Regions from separate parts of the Mus musculus genome. Here regions 1, 2, 4, 5, 6 and 7 are each linked to region 3. Evidence: chromatin contacts called from public HiChIP or PLAC-seq and promoter capture Hi-C data. All regions are on one chromosome and are shown on one strand. The core of a region is the stretch at or near the end of the contact, and the rest is flanking DNA. Distances in the headings are between cores, read along the strand shown. Region 1 has its middle 41 kb from the start of Gm36819. Region 2 has its middle 19 kb from the start of Gm19510. Region 3 holds the start of Washc5 (WASH complex subunit 5). Region 4 has its middle 5.1 kb from the start of Gm19510. Region 5 holds the start of Rnf139 (ring finger protein 139). Region 6 overlaps Mtss1 (MTSS I-BAR domain containing 1). Region 7 has its middle 22 kb from the start of Gm36819.

Evidence for each region. Promoter capture Hi-C pulls out the DNA fragments that hold promoters and counts their contacts. HiChIP or PLAC-seq counts read pairs in DNA pulled down with a chosen protein or histone mark.
Region 1: a contact with region 3 is called in a promoter capture Hi-C map of neutrophils. The contact joins the enhancer-like site here to the promoter of Washc5 in region 3. A contact is called at or near these places in 13 of 39 promoter capture datasets (the 3T3-L1 cell line, the C10 cell line, cranial neural crest and 8 more), 11 of 15 datasets of contacts at CTCF or cohesin (CD8 T cells, the G1E-ER4 cell line, the NIH/3T3 cell line and 5 more), 78 of 484 Hi-C or Micro-C datasets (CD4 T cells, CD8 T cells, the G1E-ER4 cell line and 46 more), 39 of 115 datasets of contacts at active chromatin or transcription factors (the 230-238 cell line, CD8 T cells, DN3 thymocytes and 22 more) and 3 of 9 other capture datasets (adipose tissue, liver and pancreatic islet).
Region 2: a promoter capture Hi-C map of liver shows a contact between it and region 3, with 4 times the contacts expected there. The contact joins the enhancer-like site here to the promoter of Washc5 in region 3. A contact is called at or near these places in 4 of 39 promoter capture datasets (the 3T3-L1 cell line, liver and stem cell-derived epiblast-like cells), 2 of 15 datasets of contacts at CTCF or cohesin (the NIH/3T3 cell line and large pre-B cells), 3 of 484 Hi-C or Micro-C datasets (bone marrow-derived macrophages, embryonic fibroblasts and myocytes), 17 of 115 datasets of contacts at active chromatin or transcription factors (the 230-238 cell line, the SCID.adh cell line, T-cell acute lymphoblastic leukemia and 13 more) and 2 of 9 other capture datasets (adipose tissue and macrophages).
Region 4: an H3K4me3 HiChIP or PLAC-seq map of bone marrow-derived macrophages shows a contact between it and region 3, with 10 times the contacts expected there. The contact joins the enhancer-like site here to the promoter of Washc5 in region 3. A contact is called at or near these places in 3 of 39 promoter capture datasets (the 3T3-L1 cell line, the C10 cell line and embryonic stem cells), 2 of 15 datasets of contacts at CTCF or cohesin (CD8 T cells and the NIH/3T3 cell line), 2 of 484 Hi-C or Micro-C datasets (bone marrow-derived macrophages and embryonic fibroblasts), 22 of 115 datasets of contacts at active chromatin or transcription factors (the 230-238 cell line, CD8 T cells, the NIH/3T3 cell line and 17 more) and 2 of 9 other capture datasets (adipose tissue and liver).
Region 5: a contact with region 3 is called in an H3K27ac HiChIP or PLAC-seq map of embryonic stem cells, with 5 times the contacts expected there. The contact joins the promoter of Rnf139 here to the promoter of Washc5 in region 3. A contact is called at or near these places in 18 of 39 promoter capture datasets (the 3T3-L1 cell line, 3T3-L1-derived adipocytes, the C10 cell line and 12 more), 2 of 484 Hi-C or Micro-C datasets (LSK cells and bone marrow-derived macrophages), 22 of 115 datasets of contacts at active chromatin or transcription factors (the 230-238 cell line, the SCID.adh cell line, T-cell acute lymphoblastic leukemia and 11 more) and 2 of 9 other capture datasets (embryonic stem cells and liver).
Region 6: an H3K4me3 HiChIP or PLAC-seq map of bone marrow-derived macrophages shows a contact between it and region 3, with 2.4 times the contacts expected there. The contact joins the enhancer-like site here to the promoter of Washc5 in region 3. A contact is called at or near these places in 3 of 39 promoter capture datasets (the C10 cell line, the HPC-7 cell line and hippocampal neurons), 1 of 15 datasets of contacts at CTCF or cohesin (the NIH/3T3 cell line), 5 of 115 datasets of contacts at active chromatin or transcription factors (bone marrow-derived macrophages, embryonic stem cells, extraembryonic endoderm stem cells and 2 more) and 1 of 9 other capture datasets (liver).
Region 7: a contact with region 3 is called in an H3K4me3 HiChIP or PLAC-seq map of bone marrow-derived macrophages, with 7 times the contacts expected there. The contact joins the enhancer-like site here to the promoter of Washc5 in region 3. A contact is called at or near these places in 8 of 39 promoter capture datasets (the C10 cell line, cranial neural crest, frontonasal cranial neural crest and 4 more), 3 of 15 datasets of contacts at CTCF or cohesin (CD8 T cells, the NIH/3T3 cell line and large pre-B cells), 19 of 484 Hi-C or Micro-C datasets (CD8 T cells, CD8 central memory T cells, the HL-1 cell line and 14 more), 34 of 115 datasets of contacts at active chromatin or transcription factors (the 230-238 cell line, the NIH/3T3 cell line, T-cell acute lymphoblastic leukemia and 22 more) and 3 of 9 other capture datasets (adipose tissue, liver and pancreatic islet).

What each region holds. Positions count from the first base shown.
Region 1 is chr15:59,863,217-59,866,485 of GRCm38.p6, forward strand. No RefSeq gene overlaps it. Among named protein-coding and RNA genes, the nearest start is that of Gm36819, 41 kb to the left of the region's middle. Within about 2 kb of position 1,650, at least 47 of the 459 cell types and tissues checked have an H3K27ac peak or open chromatin away from gene starts, as enhancers often do. A contact at or near this core is called in acute myeloid leukemia, bone marrow-derived dendritic cells, bone marrow-derived macrophages and 4 more, where this site is marked.
Region 2 is chr15:59,774,380-59,777,622 of GRCm38.p6, forward strand. No RefSeq gene overlaps it. Among named protein-coding and RNA genes, the nearest start is that of Gm19510, 19 kb to the right of the region's middle. Within about 2 kb of position 1,417, at least 18 of the 459 cell types and tissues checked have an H3K27ac peak or open chromatin away from gene starts, as enhancers often do. A contact at or near this core is called in adipose tissue, liver and microglia, where this site is marked.
Region 3 is chr15:59,372,338-59,375,937 of GRCm38.p6, forward strand. Washc5 (WASH complex subunit 5) reads right to left here and starts at 1,850. Exons shown (of 29, transcript NM_153548.3): 1 at 1,704-1,850. It overlaps Nsmce2 (NSE2/MMS21 homolog, SMC5-SMC6 complex SUMO ligase), which reads left to right and starts at 1,861. Exons shown (of 7, transcript NM_026746.3): 1 at 1,861-2,018.
Region 4 is chr15:59,798,389-59,801,795 of GRCm38.p6, forward strand. No RefSeq gene overlaps it. Among named protein-coding and RNA genes, the nearest start is that of Gm19510, 5.1 kb to the left of the region's middle. Within about 2 kb of position 1,288, at least 49 of the 459 cell types and tissues checked have an H3K27ac peak or open chromatin away from gene starts, as enhancers often do. A contact at or near this core is called in CD8 T cells, bone marrow-derived macrophages, microglia and 1 more, where this site is marked.
Region 5 is chr15:58,887,771-58,890,958 of GRCm38.p6, forward strand. It overlaps Rnf139 (ring finger protein 139), which reads left to right and starts at 1,459. Exons shown (of 2, transcript NM_175226.4): 1 at 1,459-1,724. The coding sequence starts at 1,544. It also overlaps a transcript of Tatdn1 not described here.
Region 6 is chr15:59,002,548-59,005,732 of GRCm38.p6, forward strand. The region is part of intron 3 of Mtss1 (MTSS I-BAR domain containing 1); the gene reads right to left. Among named protein-coding and RNA genes, the nearest start is that of Gm41330, 9.6 kb to the left of the region's middle. Within about 2 kb of position 1,729, at least 182 of the 459 cell types and tissues checked have an H3K27ac peak or open chromatin away from gene starts, as enhancers often do. A contact at or near this core is called in the HPC-7 cell line, the NIH/3T3 cell line, bone marrow-derived macrophages and 2 more, where this site is marked.
Region 7 is chr15:59,844,181-59,847,415 of GRCm38.p6, forward strand. No RefSeq gene overlaps it. Among named protein-coding and RNA genes, the nearest start is that of Gm36819, 22 kb to the left of the region's middle. Within about 2 kb of position 1,336, at least 69 of the 459 cell types and tissues checked have an H3K27ac peak or open chromatin away from gene starts, as enhancers often do. A contact at or near this core is called in the HL-1 cell line, the NIH/3T3 cell line, adipose tissue and 8 more, where this site is marked.

The DNA.
Region 1 (3,269 bases), core at 400-2,899, 490 kb after region 3:
TCTCAAAGTTTTTAACCCAGAAATGTTCCTGTCCAAAGGAAAGACAGGGCCAAAAAAAACCAAAACAAAACAAAAAAACAAAACAAACAAAACAAACCAAACAAACAAACAAAAAAACCCCAACCCAACCCAAACCAAACCAAAAAACCAAAAAAACCCAAAAAACCAAAAAGCCAAAAATGGAACAGACACTGAAGAAAGGGCCATCTGGGGACTACCCCATGAGGGGATCCATCCTGTCTGCAGACACCAAGCTCAAGACACTGTTGCTGGTGCCAAGAGGCACTTGTTTGACAGGAGCCTGGTGTGGCTGTTCCCTGGGAGGTTCAGCCAAGAACTGGCCAATGCAGAAGTGGATGCTTGGAACCAACCATCAGACTGAGCCAACCACTGAGCTGTCCCAGTGAGTTTGCTGGTGGAAGGACTGGAGGGGTGGAGAGGGATTGCAACCCCATAGGAAGAAGAGTGTTGGCTGGCTGGACCACCCAGTAATCCCAGGGACTAGACCACCAGCCAAGGAGTGTACAGGGAGGGATCCATGACTCCAGATACATATGTAACAGAGGATGGCCTTGTCTGACATCAATGGGCGGGGAGGCCCTTGGGCCTGTGGAAGTTTGATGTTCCAGCATAGGGGAATGCTGGAGTGGTCGGGCAAGAGTAGGTGAGGAGCACCCTCATAGAGGCAAAGGAGAGGCAGGAGAGGGTGGATGTGGGAGGGGCATTTGTGGAGGGGTAGCTGGGAAGTGGGATATCATTTGAAATGCAGACAAATAGAATAATTAATAAAAATAAAAAGACTTGAGTATTCACAGAAATGACCCTGGAAAATCCATGGATCCCAATGGATTAACAAGGTAGGTGCTTCACAGGGTCAAGAACTAATTATTGATGCCTTTATAATGTCGTTCTATTGTGAAGGTGAGAAAGCTTCTCCATCTTGTCCCAGCTGAAGCCATCTTTGGCTCCCTCACCCCCTGCTATTAGAAGTCCCGTGGGAAAGCACCCAACCTTGTTTTAGAAACTCGGGGTTGAAATGCCCTAGCTAACGGCATGCTCTTGACTCTTGGTAAACTGCTTGTTAAACTTGCTTCCCTGCTGGCAAACCAGGATATAGTTTTTCTGTGTTCTTTAATTTTGAAAGCTCCCTGCAATGCGCTTTCAGGGCTGCCTTTTGGGAAGCGTTTCTCTTCAGGCCGTCCCCAGCCTGCTCAATACAGACTCCCAATTCAAATTTTGGTCATGCCGGGTGAGTGGTCCTTGGGTCTTTACCAGGTAACACTATTACTAAAATACCATTGAACAGCGACTGTACCAGTAATAGCTGTGTTAGTAGCAGTGCTTGTCACATGATGAGAATTGGGTAAGCCAGGGGCTATGGCTGGTGAGACTAAGTGGTAAACTCTACATTCCGTTGCTAACATCCCTTCATTCTCGGTGGCTGAACAGTTACTTAAGCTTTGATGCGAATCGTGTTGTTATGGGGAGCGTGTCTTCTCAACAAACAGCGACTTGAGGACCCTTCCATTTTGTGAACGTCGTTAACTAAGGAGCTGTTGAAGTCATCGTGGAAGGGGAAGAGAGAGTGTGGCAATAGGTCAGAGGCTGTGACAGCACCCATCGGTCAGCATCCTACTGAACTAACTGCAAGGGAGATCCAGAGATGTGGTCTCGCGTGCTTGGGGAAAAGAGGAAACAGGCTTGGGGAGCGTCTAGAAGCTTCTGCCATTGTGCAAGCAGTAGAGGGAGATTGTACGCTTGGAAGTCTAACTGGAAGTCATAGACTGGAGGGGCGTGCTGGCAAACAGGGTGGAAATCAGGGGAGGTAGTTAGCCGGTACCAGCCAAAGCTAATCTCAGGTCAGCAGTGCAGTGTTTGTGCTCTTAGCTCTCTCATCCTTGGGGGTTGCGCTGCTTACACTGAGAAGGCATCTGAGAATCTGACAATTGGTAAAGGGCTAGAGGCAGACATTTATAAGAAAGGAAATAACTTGAGAGAAAACGTGTGGATAGTGCGGACCACCGCAGTTAAGAACTCTTTTTTCCCCCCGCGTAGCCCTATTTGTCTCCCCCTGGTGGCCATTATAAGCAACCATAGTTCCCTTCCCGGAGCTTAGCTGCTTGAGCAAGATCAAGTTATTCATCTCCTCAGTCACCCGAGCATCCTTGATGTCAGACTCCCAGCAGTTGACAGTTCTAACAGCAGCTCTTGGTGATGGTTTCTGAGGAGCAACAGTGATGTAAAAACCCAGCATAGAAACTCAGGAGACTCATTTGACTGCCTTCTGTCCATCTAGAGCAGTGGTTCTCACCCTTCCTAGTGCTGTGACCGTCAATTCAGCTCCTCATGTTGTGCTGATCCCAACCACAACATTATTTGTGTCGCTACTTTGTAGCTGTAATTTTCTACTGTTATGACTTGTAATGTGCAGGATATCTGGTGTGCGACCCCTGTGAAAGGGATGTTCGGTCCCCACAGGGCTTGCCACCCATAGGTTGAGAACTACTGATCTAAATTTTTCAGAATTCAGAACTTTTCCTTCAGTGACGCTGACAGATGCCCTTCACCTTTCTGTGTGATTTTTTTGGGGGGGGGGGAACAAATCATCTAAGGATGGAGACGTTTGCACTTTCTAGGTGCCTTTGTTGACGCCCCACAACCTTAATCACCTCATCATATGGGTGTGCACTAAAACAGGGAGGCCAAGTTTTCAGATGAGGAAACTGAGGTCCAGAGAGCCTATGTGACTTGTTGAAGGTGCCATTGCTCTTAACGTGTCAGAGCTTGTGCTAGTGCGATGGCCACAAGACGCTTTCTTTCTTCACACGGTGTTGTACCAATCATAACCACAGCTGTGAGGGAGGTGTTTTAAGGTCCTCTCAGCCATTCTGGCCCAGATGGCCTATGGTGTTCACACTAGTGATCTCTGGTGTGGTGGAGAAAGCACACATCGAGCGACTGCATCTTTTAAGTACTTAGATTTTTGATATGTCACTCTTGCCTTGCCAGATCTTCTTCTTTTATTTTTGCACAATGTGTTTAATCATCATGTACCACTGTGGGCATTTTCTAGGCTAAATTTAGATGACTGAAGTCCCCGCCCAGAACCCTCACCATCCTTTAAATAACCTAGATTATTTTGAAAAGTTCCAGCCAGGCTCCTGGCTTTGGGGGAACAAATAAAAAAAGATATGGGCTGTGTCCTTGATTGGGAGAAAGCCGACCTGTAGGGCAGTTGGGAAAAGCGCTGGATCGGGGGTGGGGTGGGG
Region 2 (3,243 bases), core at 167-2,666, 400 kb after region 3:
GGGTTACTCTGAATCCCACAGTTGGGGGTATTCTTGTGTTTCTAAAGTTAGTGACTGAATGTTTCTTATGGTATCCAATGAGATGTTCCTTCAGCAAGTTAGATGAAGATAGGGGTTAAGGGCTGAGCTTGGTGGTATATGCCTTTAAATCCCACCATGTGGAAGGCAATGGCAGGTAGATCTTTGTGAGTTTGAGGTCAGTCTGGTTTACATATCAAGTTCCAGGATGGGAAGAAATACATAGAGGGACCTTGTCTCAAAATGATAATAATAATAATAATAATAATAATAATAATAATAATAATAATAACAGATACAGGGTTATTGTCTCTGCCATAAGGTGCTTCAGAATAAAGAGAGTAGTGAACACAGCATCCCTTACACATGCACATAGGCTGGATAAAGAATTCCTAGGCTTTTGGATTACAGTGATCTTTAATATTAAACCAAGTATGAGGCTATGGAGATGGCTCAGTAGCTAAGAACCTTGTTGCTCTTGCAGCAGCCTAGGTTGGGGTCCCAGTACCTACATAGTTGTTCACCACTATCCATACCTCCAGTTCCATGGGATCTGACATCCCTTTGTGATCTCTGTGTGCACCAAGCATACATATAGTGCACATACGAACATGTAGGGAAAACACAGACACGTGTAAGGCCAAAATAAATTTTAAAAATTATATCAAGCACCATCAAAGGATGAACAGATGAACAAGAGTTGGTAGATCTATGTACTGGAACAGAACTCAGCCTTTAAAAGGAAGAAAATTTAGATACAAGTACAACGTGGATGAGCCATGAGGGCATTGTGCTAAGTAAAACAAGGCAGCTCTCAAAGGGTAAGTGCTGCTAATTCATCTTGTAGGAAATTTAGGGTAATCCAGGCTATGCAAACAAAGCAGTGGTTGATGTGGGTAAGGAGAAGGCCATAGAGTTATTGTTTAATGGCTACAGAGCTTCAGTTTGGAGTGACAAAGTTCTGGAGAGGAATGGGGTTGAGGGCTGAACAACAAATGAATGTGGTTAAAAATCATCGAACTGCTGATTTCAAAATGACAGACACAGTCAAATCCACCAAACAACCCACACAATGGTCATGCCTGCCATGGGCTTGGTTCTGTTCATTGGCTCCAAAATCTGTTAAAAGCATTGAGACATCCAAAGTAATGGTATTCCTAACCTCAGAAAAGTGAGGTAGGTAGGGTCTCCAGGTGTAGGGTCTCCAGGCATAGGACAATCTTTTGGTTGGCAGAGTTTTAGCTTCATAAAGAAAAGGAATCTCTAGATTCATGGCTTGCATTTGAATCCCATACCATATTTGTGTGGTCACCTTCTGCAAGGCCCTGGGTAGGTTGGTGACCCCTTGATGGGCAGACAGCAGAAGGTAGGGGAGCTTGGGCCAAGCCTCACCCACAGTGTTTGTTCAGAGATGTAGCTAGCTACTGGGAAGTAGGTCTCTACCAGAGCAGCACGTACGTGCTAGTCACCATGATTACTAGATGTGTCTATTCCATCATTTTAAAACTTTTGCCATCAGGGTGCCAAGTCCCTGGGGTGGCCCTGTCTATTCCTCCTGCACTGCAGAGGCAGCTGAGCAGGGCCTGCTGTGCTTGGAGAAACTGCATTTGTAAAGTGCCTTTTCGGGACTTGGCATGGGGCACATGCTCAATACAGGGAAGTTATTTTTATCTGGGCTGTCTAGAAAAAGCACAAGATTCAGAGTCCTTGGAGTTTGGATCAAATCTCTGTTTACTAGGGTTTTGACCTTCAGTGATTTCCTTTATTTCTCATAGTCCCAGTTTTTTTTTTTTTTAAAATAGGGTCAACAAAATGTCTCATGGTATTTTGTGTCTACTCAAAGAAATATAAGTTTTCTACTTTCCCCTTCCCTTCCTTCCTTCTTCCTTTTCTCCTTCCATTTTTCTCTACTGTCCTCCAATTTTTCTTCCCTCTCCCATTTGCCTGTCCCCTGTCCATCTTTTCCTCCTCCTCCTCCTCCTCTCATGACTTCTAGGACAGTGCCATGTGACAGCCTCCTGGTCTGTAGGTGAGCCCTGTAGGTGAGGCAGCCTCCTCAGCCCAACCAGGAGACCCTTCTTCAATGGCAAAGTGAGACAGCTCTTTGAAAAAGTCCAAGTTATCTTCATGAAGGCTTATTTGAGCTCACTCTTGACCCCAGGATCATGAAAGGCCCTGTGAAGAAGTCACAGGAAGTGGGAGCCTCGGGGGCTGGCAGCGTTTCTGTGGGAACAGCTGTTGGCATAGAGATGGGTCTGTGAATTTGCCACCGGCACCTTTGAGGAGGCAAGGGCTATCTTCATTCCTAATTCTATCCTTGGTTTTATTTGGAATTTCACACGTGATCACTTTAGAACCTAGGTGGCGTGTCTTTCATTTTCTTTCACAGGTGTGACTGACTGCTCAGGGTGTGAGCCAGGGGACATTGGTTCCCCTTCTTGGAGTTAAGCTGGCATGTACTGTTGGGGTTCTTGGAGATTCCCAAGGCCTCTGGAAATGTATCTGGGTCGGCTCACAAAGACAGGATGCTAAACTAAGTAGTAAATGATCTATCTCCTCAGGGGAGACTCTCCCTTAGGGGAAGGGGCAGGGGCAGGGGCAATTGGAAGAACCCACTGAAACCTTCACACCTTCACTTTGTCCCTGCCCAGTCTTGGTCTTCACTCAGGACCTAGAAGACATTTCATCAGTGTTATCTGATCAGGGTCACTCCTCCAGGCCAGACCCGTGTCTCTTCCTGGTTGTTCAGACAGGGCTAGGGCTCCTCTTTCTGGGTTCTGGGGATGAGCTGTAACATTGCAGCATCTAAGGTATTGTATTGTAATTATCCGTGGGCTCCAGACAAAGGCCTGGAGGGCAGAGGCGGCTCCTTAAGCCCTTTCTGTAACTTCTGCACTATAGGAACTCTGCATATATGGCGAATAAGAATCAACACCCAGCTTGTCTGGTGCTGCACTGATGAGGGAGGTCCCAAGGAATGAGGGGCTGGCTGAGTATCAGGGGCCACTGGATGTCAAGCTCCAGAGATTCAGTCTGCTTGGCAAAGAACCCCATTCTCCATTTCCCAGAGATTGTTCTCGTAATGCGCTGGCAGTGCGCCCAATCCAGGCTCTGACTAGTTCCTAAAACAAGTTAAATCTTTCCCTTTGGGACCATTCCATCAGCAGGGGTAGATGAGCATGCTTCTCTGATGACCTTGGCGTTCATAGCCCCAACTTGGGCTCT
Region 3 (3,600 bases), core at 600-3,099:
CTCTATGCTGTGTGTGTGTTTTGGAGGAGGGGCTGTAAGAGCAAAAGGTGAGAGGATGAGGAGATAAGTGGGACTGGGATGCATGATGTGATTTGTGATGATTCACAAATAATAAAACGTTTTGAAAAATGACAACCTCTACTTTCATATTAGCCTTCTAACACTCAACTGATAAATAATTTAATAGTGTGGCCTTAGCTGCAGACCAAGCACTGTTTTAGGATCTGAAGATACAGTAGTGCAGAACCCTGAGCTCCAGTTATCATGATGTCTATACACTACTGAGAGCAGGAGACATAAGTTAGCCAACACATACAAAGAGCACTTGCAAACACCAGTACTCTAACTCTGGGTTGAACTGAATTGTTAATGGCACGGAACAGAACCACAGATCTTAATTCCCTTCTTAATATTACTTTATAGGTTACAAAGTATGGCAGCTTTAGTTTTAGGATCTTGGCATGTAACTTTTTTTTTTTTTTTTTTTTTTTAAATAGGAAGAACCCCTTGTCAAAGGAACGTGTTTTCAAGAATGGCATCTGTTACCCAGTAAGTACAGAACAAAATATCTTTAGAAAATTAAAGTGTAGAGGACAAAAGCAGATGGATTTTTTCTTCTTTTCACAAAACCTCAGATCCCTAAAGAAAGCAGTCTCAAATCCATAACAGAGGCTGTCCCAGAAAAGTTCTGGAATAAGCTGGATCACCCCAATGTGACTCATGAATTTTTAAAATTATATTTATTTTGTGTCCATTGGTGTTTTGCCTGCATGGATGTCTGAGGGTGTTGGATCCCCTGGATCTGGAGTTATAGATAGTTGAGAGTCACCACATGGGTACTTAGAATTGAACCCGGGGCCTCAGGAAAAACAAACAGTCTTAGCCACTGGGCCCATCTCTCAAGTCCTGATTCATTAATTCTTAACATCTAAGACAACTTTCCTTCCTGACCTTTTAATACATGTTGTGGTGACCCCAACCATAAAATCATTTTCATTGATACTTAGTAACTATAATTTTGCTACTGTTAAGAATCATAATGTAAACGTTTATGGAAACAGGTTTGCTAAAGGGGTCATGAAACCCACAAGTGAGAACAGCAGACCTAAGGAAAGAGTCCCTGGCTGTGGTTAGAGATAATAAAACTCCTTCACTATCCCTCATCTATATAGAAATCAAGAGTCCAACTTTTCTTTTCTTTTTTTATGAGTCCAACTTTTAAATTTCCTATCATAGAAGAATCAGGACCCAGTAGAACTACCTGCCCCCAATACAAGGACTACAGCACCATGTCTCAGGTGAGGGAGACTAGGGTATAGAGGAACGACTTGCACAAACTCACAGTGAGCGACAGGACTTTTATTCCCCCCCCCACCCCCCCCCCCACCCCCCCGCGCGCTCTCGCCCATCATCACTCCAGTGACTACTTGATTTTCTGGAGAGTAAGTGCAAGATCAGCCACATTAGCAAGGCACCGCTCCGAGAAACTTGCAAGCTCAGCTATGGGCCAAGTAGCTGAGCATCACCCCAAAAGCTTCAAAGAAGCATGCAAGAGCGATTTCCATGAAGGCGTGGGTGAACATCAGGCGTGCAACCCCAACCCTGCAAGCCCTAGGTTTTCCCGTTGGCTCCGGGGACAGTACCGGACGTGGCCCACGGGGGAAGGAATGGACCTCGAACCCGCAGGCCCGCCTCCGACTCACCTGTCAGCCGTCCGACGCTGGCCGCGTGGACTGGGCGCCCCGGTCCCCGTCTCCCACCCCAGGGATCCCCCTAGAGTCCCGGGCCGCAGAGCGTCAGCTGCCGGGACCCGGGTTTCTGTCCTGGAGTCCCTAGCCCGTCACGTGACCAAGGGGCGGCGGCCCGGGCCCGGGCATCATGTGATCGCTCGCGGGCGCCAAGTGATGACGCAGAGCGCGCGCGGGTCGTTTCAGCCACAGAAGTGGGCTGAGGAAAGGAGTCGGGGTCTGGGCGTGCGACGTTCGGCTAGATATCACCGAGCTAGGTGGGACAGCCAGGTAAGATCCAGGAGGAACCGTGATAGGGGTCTAGCCGGCGTTGTCGCCTCCCTCTGTGCTCTGGGGACCTGGGCCTGAGCCTCTTCACCCGCAGCAACTAGACGGAGGCGGGTTATGCTCACATATGATCACAGGTTATGTGATCAAAACAAAACAAACTGTTTAGAACTGACTTTTGAAACTGAGGCATGAACAGGTAGCTCAGATGGACTCAAGGCCACAGGTGCCATTTCACTTCTGCAGGTGAAGGGATGTGGTAGCCTCGGTGTGAAAAAAGAGGGGGGAAGCGGGGCGGGAGGCAACCTTCTTGGGCACGGGCATGTTGGTGGTGACCCGGAAATGGTAGTAGTTTTTATTATTACTTTGGTAACTTAACGGATTTAGTCCTGCTCATTTCATTTTTGTGAGGCGACGTTTTATATCTTCTAATGCATGTTCCAGTTTAAGGAGATCCCAGCATGAAGGAATGGTAGAAGTCGGCAATTAGCCGTATTAAGTTATATAGTAGAGATGTGTGTTAGGAACTGAGAAGGCGTGTGGAAGAGGAGGAGCCGTGGGCGAGGGAAGGTTTCAGAGAGAAGGGTGTATGCATGCTGAAAACGGAGACACTTCAACTCTTGTCGTATGAGATCACCTTGGATTTAAAGGCGGTCGAACTTTTGGTTTGCTCTATGCCTACTGTAATGCTGTGCAGAAACGTGTTTTCCTATTTAAAACTGGCTTAACTTGACAGCAACTCTTTCATGAATATAAGGGAAGCAAAATAGTGTGCTGAGCCCAATAACTTGGTGAGACTTCAGGAAGTGCTTAACTTTGTTGTAGATTGTCTTGGAGGCTATAGGTACTGGTAACAAAAAGATCGGTGTTATTGGAAAGAGGATCCAAGAAGGGGTTGGTGTAAATCAGTGTTTCTTAACTAATGTGATGATTACGCTTTGTCTTCAGATGATTCCTTGTGGTGAGAGACTGTACTGTACTTGCTAGAATTCTATCAATTCCATAGATGCTGGTCTGTGACACCCCCCAACCCCCCTCCAGTGCCACAGTCAAAAATGCCCCCACGTGATGTTAGAAGTTCCCTGGGGGAGGTGTTAAACCTCCAAACCCTAGGTTAAACCAATCCCCAAGGAATAGTGTTAGAATGTTCAGATGTCAATAAATGAAATACTATATCTATGTAGTTTCAAAAGCATCAGAAACTGATGTCGTAGAGGCTGAGAATTCCCGAGGCCAACTTACCATCAGATTCAGTGTCTGGTGAAGGCATGCTTTCTGGCTTGTAAATGGCATGCACTTGCTGTTTTCTTGGGTGGTAGAAAAGCAAGAGAGCCCTTGGAGCACCCGTTATAAGGGACTAATAATGTTCTGGAGGGTGTAGCTAGTCACCTCGCCAAAGGCCTTATCTTCTAAAACCACCAGTTTGGACATTAGGATTTCAGTATGTAAAGTGGGGATGGGGACCCAAACATTTAGACCTTAGCAGACAGATGAGACTGGAGGAGGCGGGGAAGTGAAGAGTATGTGTTGGGGAAGGTATGGGGAGGACTAGCAGTTGTGGATTGGGGCTCTAGACAGCTCTTGG
Region 4 (3,407 bases), core at 38-2,537, 430 kb after region 3:
ATGGAGGGTGACCTTGATTTTGCAGATGTGGTGAGCTGTGGAAGGACTTCATGTTCTCATAGTGGATAGTCTTGAGGTGGATTTCAATTGTACTGTGCAGAGGGAGAGAAGCTGTGGGGTTGGGGTGGGGACCAGTCCCTGGGTCCTGGTAGTAGAGGGATAGTTTCTTCCTTTATCAAATTTGTGACTAGAAGAAGACAATCAGTTGTTTGGTATTTTCCTCCCTTTCCTGGAAGTGCCAAGGCTGCATGAAGAGAAGCTTTCAGAAGCTCTGTGGGTGGCTAGGAACATCTGGCATGGAAGTTGCTAAGCAACTCCAGAGGCCTGCCTTCTGGTGAAGCCTGAGAACTGGCCTGGCCTCCTTGGCCAGTGAAGGACATGGCTTCCTTAAAACACTTGTATCCTGTGCCTTTCAGCATTCTCCTGGTCAGCCTTGGGTGACAGTGATGAGTGTGGACACATAGAATATTATCAAAGCAGACAGTATTTGCTGCAGGCTCTTTCTGGGGACCCTGGGACCAGCCATTGGACACTTGGACTTGGCATTTTGGATATTCCCAACCTGCTCTTTAATGAGTCTAATTTCGTGTGTGGGTGACAATGGGAACAGAAGTAAAGAGGGAAGCTGAGATGTACTGTAGGCTGAATTAACGAATTTCAAATTATATATTGAAGTAAGAATCCTTGTGGCTTCAGAATGTCCCTGTACTGGGGAACAGGCCCCTTAAAGAACTATGTAATGTTTACTGATATCATTGGGGTCGTAATGCTTACTGAGACTCTTGGGGAGGTATATTAATCCAAGAACTGGGCTCTTCATCAAAAGAGGGAACTTGAATCCAGACTTCCTATAGAAGAACACAGGAAGGAGCCAGCCATGAGGCAGCCCAGGAGAGTCAAAGCAAGCCTGCTTACACTCTGCTCTTGGACTTCAGCCTCCAGAATTACAAGAACATAGATCTTGGTTGCCTGAGTCATCCTGGTACAACATCTGCTTCTTCAGCTCTAGCAAGCTATTGGAAGGGGTCATCTCATTCACTGTGCCCCCCGGTCATGGCACTCCCATCTCCATGGGGTCAGTCTAGCCAAACAGGAAGGGATTTCTGGCTAGAGAGGGACTGGGTGTAGGTGACACTGGGCATGGGCCTACAGGGCTGTCATAGGCTAGATGGGTAAGCCTTGCCCTTAGGGAGCTTCTAATCCCATGGAGAGACAAGTACACTGTGAGCTAAGTACCTATGAGTCACTCAGTAATGAAACATTCACATGAGACAGCAAGAGAGGTGAGAGTCCATGGTCCAGGATGATGTCATAGAGGCTTGCTTCAAAGGCTCAGCCTTGGGGCCGACCTGTGCATAACAAGTGTGAGGTCCTGAGTTCAAATCCCACAAATCCTTATAAAAATCCAGGAATGGGTATGTGTGCCTGCAACCACAGGGACTAAAGCAGAGAACAATATAGAAAAGTACTTCATGTCCTTGTCTGGCTTCTGTGTATGCCTACACAAGCATGCACACTCACACACTGTGGTGTATATGCCCACCCCTGTAACATGTATCCCATACCTCTCTCTCTGTCTCTGAATCTGTCTCTGTCTCTGTCTCTCTCTCTCTCTCTCTGTCTCTCTCTCTCTCTCTCTCTCTGTCTCTCTGTCTCTCTGTCTCTCTGTCTCTCTCTCTCTCTCTCTCTCACACACACACACACACATACACACACACACACACACACACACACACACACACACACACACACGATGCAGAGAAACACAGGGTTTTCTCGGGCACTGCAATCAGACACTGGAGGAAAGAGTACCCAAGAGGAGGTGTGTACATGTGAAAATGCTCAGAGGCACTTACTATGATGTCGAAGACCAGGCCTGGAGCTGCATCAGACAGGCCACCACACACGTAGGCTGGGTTCGGGAACCTCAGAAAGAATACAATTTATCAGTCAGTGTGCTGGGCCAGTGATATCCTAGGCTAGTAGGGGGAACCATAGGCAGGTCACTCAGTTTTCTGGGATGTCAACACTCTCTGTTGCAAAAGTAGCAATGATCACAGCTCTTGCCTTGTAGGGGTGCTGTGAAGACTAGGTAGGTGTACTGGCTAGTTTTGTGTCAACTTGACACAGCTGGAGTTATCACAGAGAAAGGAGCTTCAGTTGAGGAAATGCCTCCATGAGATCCAACTGTAAGGCATTTTCTCAATTAGTGATCAAGGGGGAAAGGCCCCTTGTGGGTGGGACCATCTCAGGGCTGGTAGTCTTGGTTCTATAAGAAAGCAGGCTGAGCAAGCCAGGTGAGGCAAGCCAGTAAAGAACATCCCTCCATGGCCTCTGCATCAGCTCCTGCTTCCTGACCTGCTTGAGTTCCAGTCCTGGCTTCCTTGGTGATGAACAGCAGTATGGAAGTGTAAGCCGAATAAACCCTTTCCTCCCCAACTTGTTTCTTGGTCATGATGTTTGTGCAGGAATAGAAACCCTGACTACTAAGACAAATTGGTACCAGTGGAGTGGGGTATTCCTGTGACAACCTGACCATGTTTTGGGGAGGACTGTGGAAGGACTTTGGAACTTTGGGCTTGAAGATCCATCCATTGTTAAGACCTCTGTCGGATGTTGTGTAGGAGCTTGGAAGATAATGTTGAGAACACTGCAGAAGTTGGAGCTCTGGTGTGTGAAATTTCAGAGGGAAAATTAAAGACTCTTTTCAGGGCCATTCCTGTTTTGATTGTGAAGATTCTGTAGTTCTGGTTAGCTGGGGCTGAAGAATCAGCTGTGATTAACAAGATACCAGAACTACTAAAGCAAAAACTTTGCATTACTGGGACTATTGATGCTGGTTAGCTGGAGCTAAGAAATTAGCGGTGATTAAGAAGAGACCAGCATCATTGAGGTGACATCTTCTGGGAAGTATTTTCTGAAAGCACAGTGGCTGTGTTCCAGATATAGCCAAAGTTGTACCTTGTGCTGTGGCTGGACTTGGTAATGTGTAAGGGTCACCCAGGTGGTACTGGTTTTGAAGGCATGAAGGAGTTGAGCAGAGCAGCTGAGGCTTGGCACAGTGAGAGGCCATGGAAGGCCATTGGTGAAAGTGCAGCCTCAGTTGCAATTGATGGCCCAGGACTGAAGGGGTCATGCAGTGTTTTGGAGATGCCAGTACCATGAGATGACCACCAAGAGCAGCAGCAGCAGTGGAGTACAGGCATCTGGAGCCTAGAGGATGACTCGTGTGCTACAAAGGGCCTGGCTGGAGAAGTGACCCAAGCCCTTGGAGGAGCCCAGAAGATCGTGAGTTGGATCCCAGACATTGGACAGTTGGAGATTGACTTTTGCTTTTGATTGTGACTGTGCCCTGATATTTTCCCTCTTGAAGAAAGAAACTGTTTTAGTGGAGCCCACAGTTAAGA
Region 5 (3,188 bases), core at 209-2,708, 480 kb before region 3:
TTGGTCTGGGGCATACACAGTCCCACCTGTTAGCACCTTTGTGATCTTGCAATTCGTTTTATCTAAACCAGTCTCAACCTTGATAAAACAGGTAGAGCAAATGCCTATCGTAATAGCTGATATAGAGGCTTTGGTAAAAGAAAACCGGGGCCTACAGTGCCTCGTATACAGATGGAAGAGGGGAAAGTGAGCAAACAAAGCCCAAACCACAAAACTGGGTGGAGGTGCCATCTTCCTGCTCCAAACACCTTCCCCCAAAAGGGTTCTGTTAAAGTCTGATAATTTTATTTACAGACCTCCTCCCTGTGCGGGTGTGGGGTGGAGTGGGAAGGGAGGTCCAACTTCTAGAGTCCTGCTGTAAACTGGCTTGTGCGCTTTGAGCTAGGAGCCCAAGTCAACCAGGCTTCCTGGTTTGCGATTTTGTGTTCCTTAAACCAAAACAGCTAAGTCTACAGTTCAGCCTCTGACCTTACTCTCTTCCTTTGCTGGAGAAGGAACAGAGAAACAACAGCCAGGTCATACCAATTCCACTGATAGGCAAGAAAGAGCGGCGAAAGAATGCGCTCAACTCTGATTAAGGATTTATCCAGGACAAGGATAAATCAAAGACCTCAGAGAGTTCTGGGTTCTTGCTCGTAAGTCAGGCTCCGAAGCCATTAATAAAATGTGCATGACCGTCCACGGGGACAGGGAGGGAGATGTGTAAACAGATGCGAGTGTGTTTTTCTTGGCAACACCTAACAACTCAAGGCCAGTGCCAAGTCTGGCTGGGATCGCCCTGTGCAGCCTCGCAGGTTATTTCCCCTGCCATTCCTCAGGCCTGGCCTCTGGGTGGGGAGAGGCAGGTAGGCAGGGCGGCGTCCTCCAGCTTTTCATCTCCCAAGCAGGACGAGGCGAGTTCAAGGGACACTCACTGGGCTCTACTAGACATTTAACACTGTCGGTGCGCAGTAGCCCAGCATCCCACGCTCGGGGCACGCCAACACCGAGGGGCAGCCACTCACAGGCGCTCGGGCGCTGGGACGCGGCGGGCCGGCGACGCGAGCGCCACCCCGCGGCGAGGCGAGGCGAGGCTAGGCGAGCCGAAGCGGGCGGGGACCATGGCAACGCTCGAGGCTCGCCGGGCCCCGCGTGCTGACGCTGCGCGGCGCGCCGGATTGTGACGCAGGGCCGCGGCGCCGGCTCCGCGTTCTCGAGTGACCGCGGGCGCCGCCTCGGGGGCCTCGCAACGGCAGCAACGGCCGAGGCAGGCGGGGTCAAGATGGTGGCTCCGCTGGCGGGGGAGGCGCTGGAGGGAGGAGGAGCCAGACCCTAGCCGGCCGGAAACACCGACGCCCCGAGGCCTCCCGGCAGCCGCTGCCGCCGCCCCCTGCTCCACCGAGGGACGCGAGCGGGCGGCGGGGCGGGCCGGGCCGGGACACAGGACAGGAGGCGGCCGGGGGCGGAGCCACTTTCGTCGGCGCCCGCCCCGGCCGCGGCCCCGGGCCTCCCCCGCGCCGCCCTGCCTGGCCCGGCCCGCCCAGCCCCGGTGTGGCAGCGGCTCATGGCGGCGGTGGGGCCCCCGCAGCAGCAGGTGCGGATGGCCCAGCAGCAGGTCTGGGCGGCGCTCGAAGTGGCGCTCCGGGTGCCCTGCCTCTACATCATCGACGCCATCTTCAACTCCTACTACGATTCCAGCCAAAGCCGGTTCTGCATCGGGCTTCAGATCTTTCTCCGGCTCCTTGGTAAGGACGGCGTAGGGCTAGCCCGCTGGCCGAGGCGTGCCCTCTCCCAGGCCGACGGGAACGGCAGGGCACTGGTGGCACGCGGCTTGGGGAACCACGGTCTGGTTCCCCAGAGGGCCTTTTGGCGGGGGTGCGGGGACCCGTGGTACTCGTGCCAGCGTTGACAGCTGAGTGGTGCTGGCGGGTCTGTGCCCTGCTCGGTTGGCACCTGGATGGGCGAGGAGAAAGCACGGCTGTGTGAGCATGCGGCTGTCTGTCTGCTGTTTCTCTTGGGGAATGACTGCTGGCTTCCAGCGTCCTATGCGACAGCCCTGGAAAAACAGCTCTCCGGGTCTCGCCGTGTGTGACCTTGGACTTGAGCCAGAGCTTGAGCCCCCTGTCTACCCATTTCACAGTGCAGAATACGTTGTCACTTCTGTGTCTTGGAGTCCACCGGATCGTGAAGTACTTGAGGTAAATGGCCACTCAAGCCATGAATGTCAGTCCTTGAAACCATTTCCAAAAGTCACCGCGAGGAAGGTTATACTTACAACGAACCCCTAAACTCTTTCTATGAGTAAATAATAAGGTGTTGGATGTGACTATGAAAGCTTACCATCCCAGGGTGATGAGACATCTGTGGGAGACTAGAAAGATCAGTCTTCATTTCATATGGATTGAGTGCTAAAAGTATTTTATATTTCACTTTCTATTTCTCTCTGTGCTACATACCAGAAGTGAGAAACACATAAAGAGATCTTTTCCAGATAATTACAGCTTGGCAGGTTTTGTTGATGAGATCATTACGATGAGTTTTTAGGTGGGTTCTTGCTATTGAAAGGTTGGGGGTGCGGGTACCTGGTAGTGAGGTCCTGACCAAGACCTTGAGAAGTGCGAGCGCCTCTGCTGCCTTATTCTCCCAGAAAAGGAGCGTCAATAAAGAAGCAGTTTTGTTCTTGGCAGTAACTCTTCTACATTTGTCTGCTAGAAAGCATTCTCACAGGTTTTACCTAATCCGTCGGTCACTCCTCAAAGGTGGATCGTGTTATTTAGACTTTACAGGTGAGGAAATGAGGTTGGAGAAGTTAGGTGTTTGGTTTCTGGTGCACAGCTGGTGTTTGCCAGAGCGTTAGAAAGGCTTCTGGTGTTCAGGGATGGTTCCCTTTTGTTCTTCCTCAGTGTGCGGAGATGCAGTACCCAGCGCTGTGACCCCGCAGTGCTCACCTTAAAGTTAACAAGAAAGAAAAAGTGGTGGTGATACTCTTCAAGCACAGGGCTTAGTGTCATCTACTGGGGATACAAGTTAGTCGTTCTGCTCTTCTTTATTAAAGCCACTTCCACCATTCTCTGTGTTCGAGAGGAGTCTGCATAGTCATCTCAGAGATAGTACATACAGCCACTGCCTTGAATGTCTTCATGGCATAATAACCGCAGATTCTGGCAACTTTGGGGGGACCTGAGGATTTAATGCATTTCCTGTTGGAG
Region 6 (3,185 bases), core at 479-2,978, 370 kb before region 3:
AGGTGGCACTTGGGCATTTGGCCACTGAGCGATGGGCATGGTCACGTGCATTCTACAGACTTGGGATTTCTTTGGCACTAAAGTTGGCTATAAATTGTGTATAAATGTGCATGTGTATGGGGGTGGGGGGAGTTGTATCTTGTTATGCTTAAGGTAGCCCAGCCATGTGCCTGAATGGGTCAGTTCCTACAGCTCTCCCAGGACAAAAAGCCTTGATCTATCCTAATTAGAGTGGTTATCTCCCCATGGCCATGCTGAGTGGCTGGTGGCTAAGGAGGCCAGCTTGGCCTTATCCTTGGTCACTGTGAGAGCCAGCAGAGGGTCCTCCATTGTTACTGTCTCTGATACAACTCTTCTGCTACTCCATGGAATCACCTTATTTTATGGTGCCCTGGCTTATAATTTCATTAGGCTGCTAACATCTTGCTAACGGGGTTGCTAAGCAAAACAAGAGATTATCGTTCTCAGGAGTCCCTCTTGGGCCTGAGACAGACACCAAGCATCCGAGTTAAGTCCAGAGATGGTCTCTAAGACTTAGCTAGCATTTCAAGATGCAAAGGCAATTAAAAAAAAAAGCAGCTTACCACCCAACTCAGGCTCCTGTCAAAAGCCCATGAGTATGTATGCAGTGTGCATGCATGCACCTGGGTAAAAATGTGCACACCACATGCACACAGACTCTGAGGAGGTCCGAAGAGGGTATCAGATTCTATGAAACTACAGTTGTCGATGGTTCCGAGCTACCAATGTGAGGACCTGGGAGGGGAAGTGAACCCAGGTCCTCTGAAAGGACAGCTCGCACTCTGAACAGCTGAGCAAGCTTTCGTGGCCATGTTTTGATTGTCTATACACTAGGAAAATATAATGGCAGTCATTAGTGGAGGGAATTTATCCACAGAAGTTTTCAAAGCACAGAGAACACAACGGGAGCTTTCTGGCAACTGTAACAAATGAGGCTTTCTTTGCCTGCAAGCCTGGCTGTCCCCTAGCTGTGGGCATTGTGGCCTCATGATTCCACGGAGGAAACAGAAGCAGCCAACCAGGCAGAGCCTCGGTGGGGCTGACCTCAAAGGTGCTATGTAAGGGAGGGTGGCCTTGAACTCCTGACTCTCTTGCCTCCACAGACACCATCTTAAAGTTCCTTTACAAGCTTGAGGAGACACCTGAGGGCCTGCTGCTTGGTCAGGGCTGGAGAACAGGTTTATTTTCCTCACCATAACCTTGCACAACAGCCTTAAATCTTTGCAAAGGAATGAAAGGTCAGCACTTGCCCTGAGCAGATGCCAACAGCACTGACTCTCTGGGTGACACCACCTTTGCCTTTCAGGGCTGGCCGTTTGATTTAGAATGTAAGAGTGCAACAGGAACTAAGCAGGGACTTCCTCTGCATCCATGGAAACGGCAGACTTAATTCTCAACCTGCCCTCCTCCTCACCTCCCATGTCAGTGATTCGCGTCTCAACCATCCTGGGAGTCAGAACACCAGGAAATCTGGCCTCTGCCTAGGGAGGAGAAGCAGCACTGGGCTGAGGCCGGCTGTATTTGATTCTCTTCCAAAGAGGTGTCCTCCCCTTCGAAACAGAGGTCGGGCCAAGGCAGTGCTGTCAGTGAACTCATGTGCTAATTTAAAGGGAGATGGGTGGGATCAAGGGACAGTTCAGCAGTGAGTGGCCTTAGAGAACCTGCAGAGTCACTTCCCCTGTGGAGCTAGGAGTCAGTGAGAAAGCTGAACAGGGTGGGGGTGAGATGAACCCTGAGAAGAAGGAGGAAGGAAGCCCAGCCCCGGGGACCGGGGACCGGGAGGGCAGCTGTTGGTGGGCTTGACATCTGTCATCTGAACAGTGAACCCTTGCAGAAATGCAGGCGGGCAGGGCGTGGATCGCTCGCAAAGCCTTGGCCTTGGCCCAGCTGCCAAGGGGAAACAGGTGGCCAGCCAGTCACCTCCCTCCACACCCTAGAAGGGACAAGATTGAAGGCACACTGGAGTCTCAGTCAGGACAGCATGCTTCTGTGGGGGTCTCTAGCGGCCTGCCTTGCCCACAAGTGGCATGAAGACACACTTGCCGTTCTTGGGTTCCGTGCAGACTATAAACCCAGGCGTGAGAGCTGCCATGGGAACACAAGAATGATGGAGGCTGAGGCTGAGAACCCACCCTGAGAACACACGTTCCTGTAGGTGCACTCACCAGAGGTAAATGAGAGAGGCAGCCAGAGCCCAGCAGTTAAGGCAGACACATTCCGGCTGCGAATAGGGGACTAGTAGAGCGCCCCATAACCACACAGTGAAATGGTATAGGTAGGGCCCTCTTTATAAGGTCCTGTAGCCCCCACGTTTTGTCAGACCAGAACAACATGACTTCACTGATGGGGTCCTTTAAGCTGGAGAGGGGAGCCCCTGGCAGAAATCTAATAAAACATGTTTGGTAGTCACTACCCATACAAGGGAGAACCAAGAACATTTCGATTTGTTGATGACAAAAGGTTGTGGCCTTGCTCCTTGGACCTGGAGGAGCCCTTTCTTCTACCAAGGAAGGCAACTGCTTAGCAGAGCCACCCAAGTGCCGTCCACACCCTACCACTGAATTAATAATGCTGAGTGGAGCTTCAAAGGAATCCCCAACCATCAAAAAAAAAAATATGCTTGGAAAGAGAAAAGTCACATCTGAAACAGGAAGAGGCATGGAAGAGGCATCTGTTTCCCAATCTCCCTCCACGGTGGAGAGCCACACCCTCAGGCCCAATGGCCAAGAGATGGGGTGTTGGGAAGGGGCTGGGACGGGATCAGCAGACACCTGCTTCCCTCATAGCTCCCGGCCCCTCTGTTCCCCGGAGCTCTAAGAGAACAGGCAAGGGCCACAGAGCTCATTACCACCATCCAAGCGTGAAGCCAATGGAGCTCTTCCATGCAGCCCAGTTAATAACCTAAGGGTCCTCTGAGGACCGCCCATTCCTGTCAACGGCCATGCCACCGGAGGGGGGCAGGACCCAGAGGCCACCAGGAACTGCAAGCAGGGAAGGCAGGCATCTTCTCTTTATCACTAGTCATTACCAGTCTAGCATTGCAGTGTAAACAAACGGGAAATGTCATTTTAGAAAATGCACAGTAGTCAGTCCCCATGAGGTAAAATATTTTAATTAACTGGGAAGGTTAATTTGAATTGAAGAAAAGGGTAAACGCTCAAGTA
Region 7 (3,235 bases), core at 86-2,585, 470 kb after region 3:
GGATATCCCCAAGGTACATGGCACACTCCAGAAGAGGGGACAGAAAGAATGTATGTATACATAACACAGGCACAGCTTCCAGAGTCTGTTTAGTGTTGTTTTGTATGCACAGGCTGACCACTTGGGATTAGACAACCTATCAGGGGTCACTGTTCTTGGAGAAAGCTGGTTCTTGAAGTCCCCCAATGATCATCTGTAGCTCTTTGTCTAGGCATGGAACTTTGTGAAATTTTCCCATCTACCTTGGCACATCAACTGGAGTTGTTATTATGCAAGTCTTGATTAGACAACCATATTGAGATTTCATGGGTGTAGCTTTCCTGTCATGTCTAGATGATACTATCTAACACTGAGTGTCCTGGTTCTCTGGCTCTTATGATATTTCTGCCCCTTCTTGGGAGGTTTCCCCCAAATGATGCACTGTGATTGTATATGGGTCAGCACTCTGCATTGAGACGAGATTACTTCTTGTCTCTGAAACTGGATCTTGAGAGCTTACTTAAGTCCAGAGTCAGGATAGAGATGGGATGTAGCGTCTGGTGCAAGATCGGATCATGTTTGGCCTCAGTTCATTGAACTGGACTTAAATGAATCTAGTCATATTGTAAGTTATACCTGCACATTCAAACTATCACCCATAAGGATCATTCTACAGATATCAATGACCTTGAAACAACCGTTCCCTGGAGAATGAGATTCATTCCTGGTTCTCGATATGAATACGGCATTGGTAGTCTAGGTGGTAACTCACTCTTTTCTAGACTTGAAAGAATTAGAATGTTAAAGAGAAAAGTGTTGGGGTACCAGGCAAGTGACACTGTAGCCCACTGTGGAGGCTGAATGATGGCAGACAGCATGAGTTCTGGAATCCCACTGTGTGCACTGATTGAACTATGTCCTGGCTGTGTGACTTTAGGCTAGTTTCTGAGTCTGTCTGCTCTTCGTTGACCATGACGGTAAGTTGAGGATTCGTCACCTACCTTACAGAATGGTTGAGTATGTTAGCAAAAAGGGAATGAATGGGTCTGTGCTTACCACATAGCAGATGTTGTGCAATTGTTCCTTCCTCATGTCCCTGCCCTGCACTGGGCTGGAATGTCTCCCCGGTGATCCCACCTAACAGGACTTGTTATGTTCTAGTTGTTAATCTCCTTCCCATATTAGTTCATGGCTGTGTTCCTGGTGCCTAGCAGCCGAGTGCCTGAGACATCCCTGGTGTTCCGTGTTATTCTTAATAATATTTGTCAGGAGGAATGAAAGGATTCAGAGATCAGCTGGCCCAAGCTGGAGCCCTGAAGATCAGTGTTACAGGAATTAGGTGTGAGTCATCTAGGCATGTGGCCATGGCCTGAGGAAGCCTGCTTCTAGGTCCGGAATAATCCGAATCTTCCAAGGGGAGGCACATGGAGACAGGAAGGGCTTACTCAATACCTGCTCTGGGCCAGAGGTTGACATGAGCTTGTCCCTCACTGAGGCACACGGTGTTAGAGCAGGTCATCACCAACAGATGGCACTCTGATGGCCAAATGGAGGAGCCCTCAGGGTCCTACTCTCTCGGTCCACCTGCCCAGACATGGGAGGAAACTGGGCAAAGACTTAGAGTTGAGCAGAAAATCCAACCTTTTTCTCTTGCCAAACCACCTCTGCAAATTATGATGCCTTCAGAGTCTGGGTTTCCTTCTTAAACAAAATTCTGAATCAGTTGTAATTCCTGTCCTGTGAGGAGGAGAGAAAAAAACCTTTTCTCCCACAGGTACAACTTCCTGTTAATGTTTCCCTTTTAAAAATTAGCACATATTGTATAACACAATTAAATCAAATAATCAATGTTACCACAACACTCTTCTATATGTATATTATGAACTTTGGTCTCTTGCTTCATTTCCTATTTATTTTGTGTGTATGTGTGTATGAGTGTGTGTGTGTGTGTGTGTGTGTGTGTGTGTGTGTATGTGTAAGCCAGAGGACATATCTGAGAGCCCTTCCTTAAGAACATTAGCCTTTGTTTGTTGATTCAGGAGCCAATATGTATGTATGTATGTATGTATGTATGTATGTATGTATGTATACATATACATACATATATTTATAATAAATGACAGGGTCTTGTTATATAGCTTAGTATGGCTTCAAACTCATGATGCTCTTGCTCCCCTCACTGCTGGGATTGCTCCTGTGTACTGGCATGCTCCGTTTCATCATTTAGATCTTAATTTGACACCTGTTTCTATTGTACTGTTCTGCAAGCTGCTGCTCAAAGTAATTTATGAGTATTGGCTCACTCTAACCATCTTGCTGGCCTTAGAAGATTGGTACCATCATCCCTACCTGATGGGAGATTGAAGCACAGAGATGCAAGGTGTATCACTTATGACCTATAACTAATGTGTCATAGGAATGGGGGACCAACTGGCTAGTTCCAGAATCAGGGCTCAGAATGACTCCATCTCATTGTTGTCTCGCTTGCTACCTTCATATACGGCTCAGACAACCTACCAAGGAACCATTGCTGCTGAGAGATCTAAGGATATAGGGGTTCCAAGGAGACATGCTTGCTCAAGTTTGCTCAGCTGCATGAGGTGGGGCGGCAACCGAGACTCATGATGTCTGATTCCTGAGTGGCAGCAGGCTGGGCTAACTGACCAGTCTACAGAGGAAAGAGGTCTTCCCTTAGAGGTTCAGAATCCGTGGGTGCCTCCCAGAGAGTCCTTTTCCAATCTGTTTTGTTTTTTTTTTTCTTCCCTGTCTGCTTCTTCGTCTGCTTCATGTTCAATGTCAGTGTCAGTGCTGATGGTAGCAGGCATCTTGTCTTGCCTTTGACCATGATGGGGTGCTGCTAAGGCTTCCTCTTCTCTCTTTAGAGCTTTCTTCCTTTCTATTTACTGGATCTCCTTCTGTCTCTAGCCAAGCTCTGCATCAGCAGCAGCAAGATGGGGTATGGACCATGACTCTGTCTCTTGCTTGCAAGAGAACTTGGGCAAGCTGCATAACCTCTCTGCTTTTCAGTGAATCAGCCTTTAGCATTAAAAGATTTACAATTAGTAGACTCACCTTTTAAAAAGGGTGGAGTCATTGTAAGTTGCCCAGGCTGGTCTCAAATTCTAGAATTAAAAAAATCTTCCTGCCACTGCCTCTTCAGTCACTATGGCTTTTCAGAGACTATGGCCTTTCTCTTTTAAAAACAGTCTAGATGGCCGGAGCTCACCATGTAGACCTGGGTAGTTTTGAACTCAGA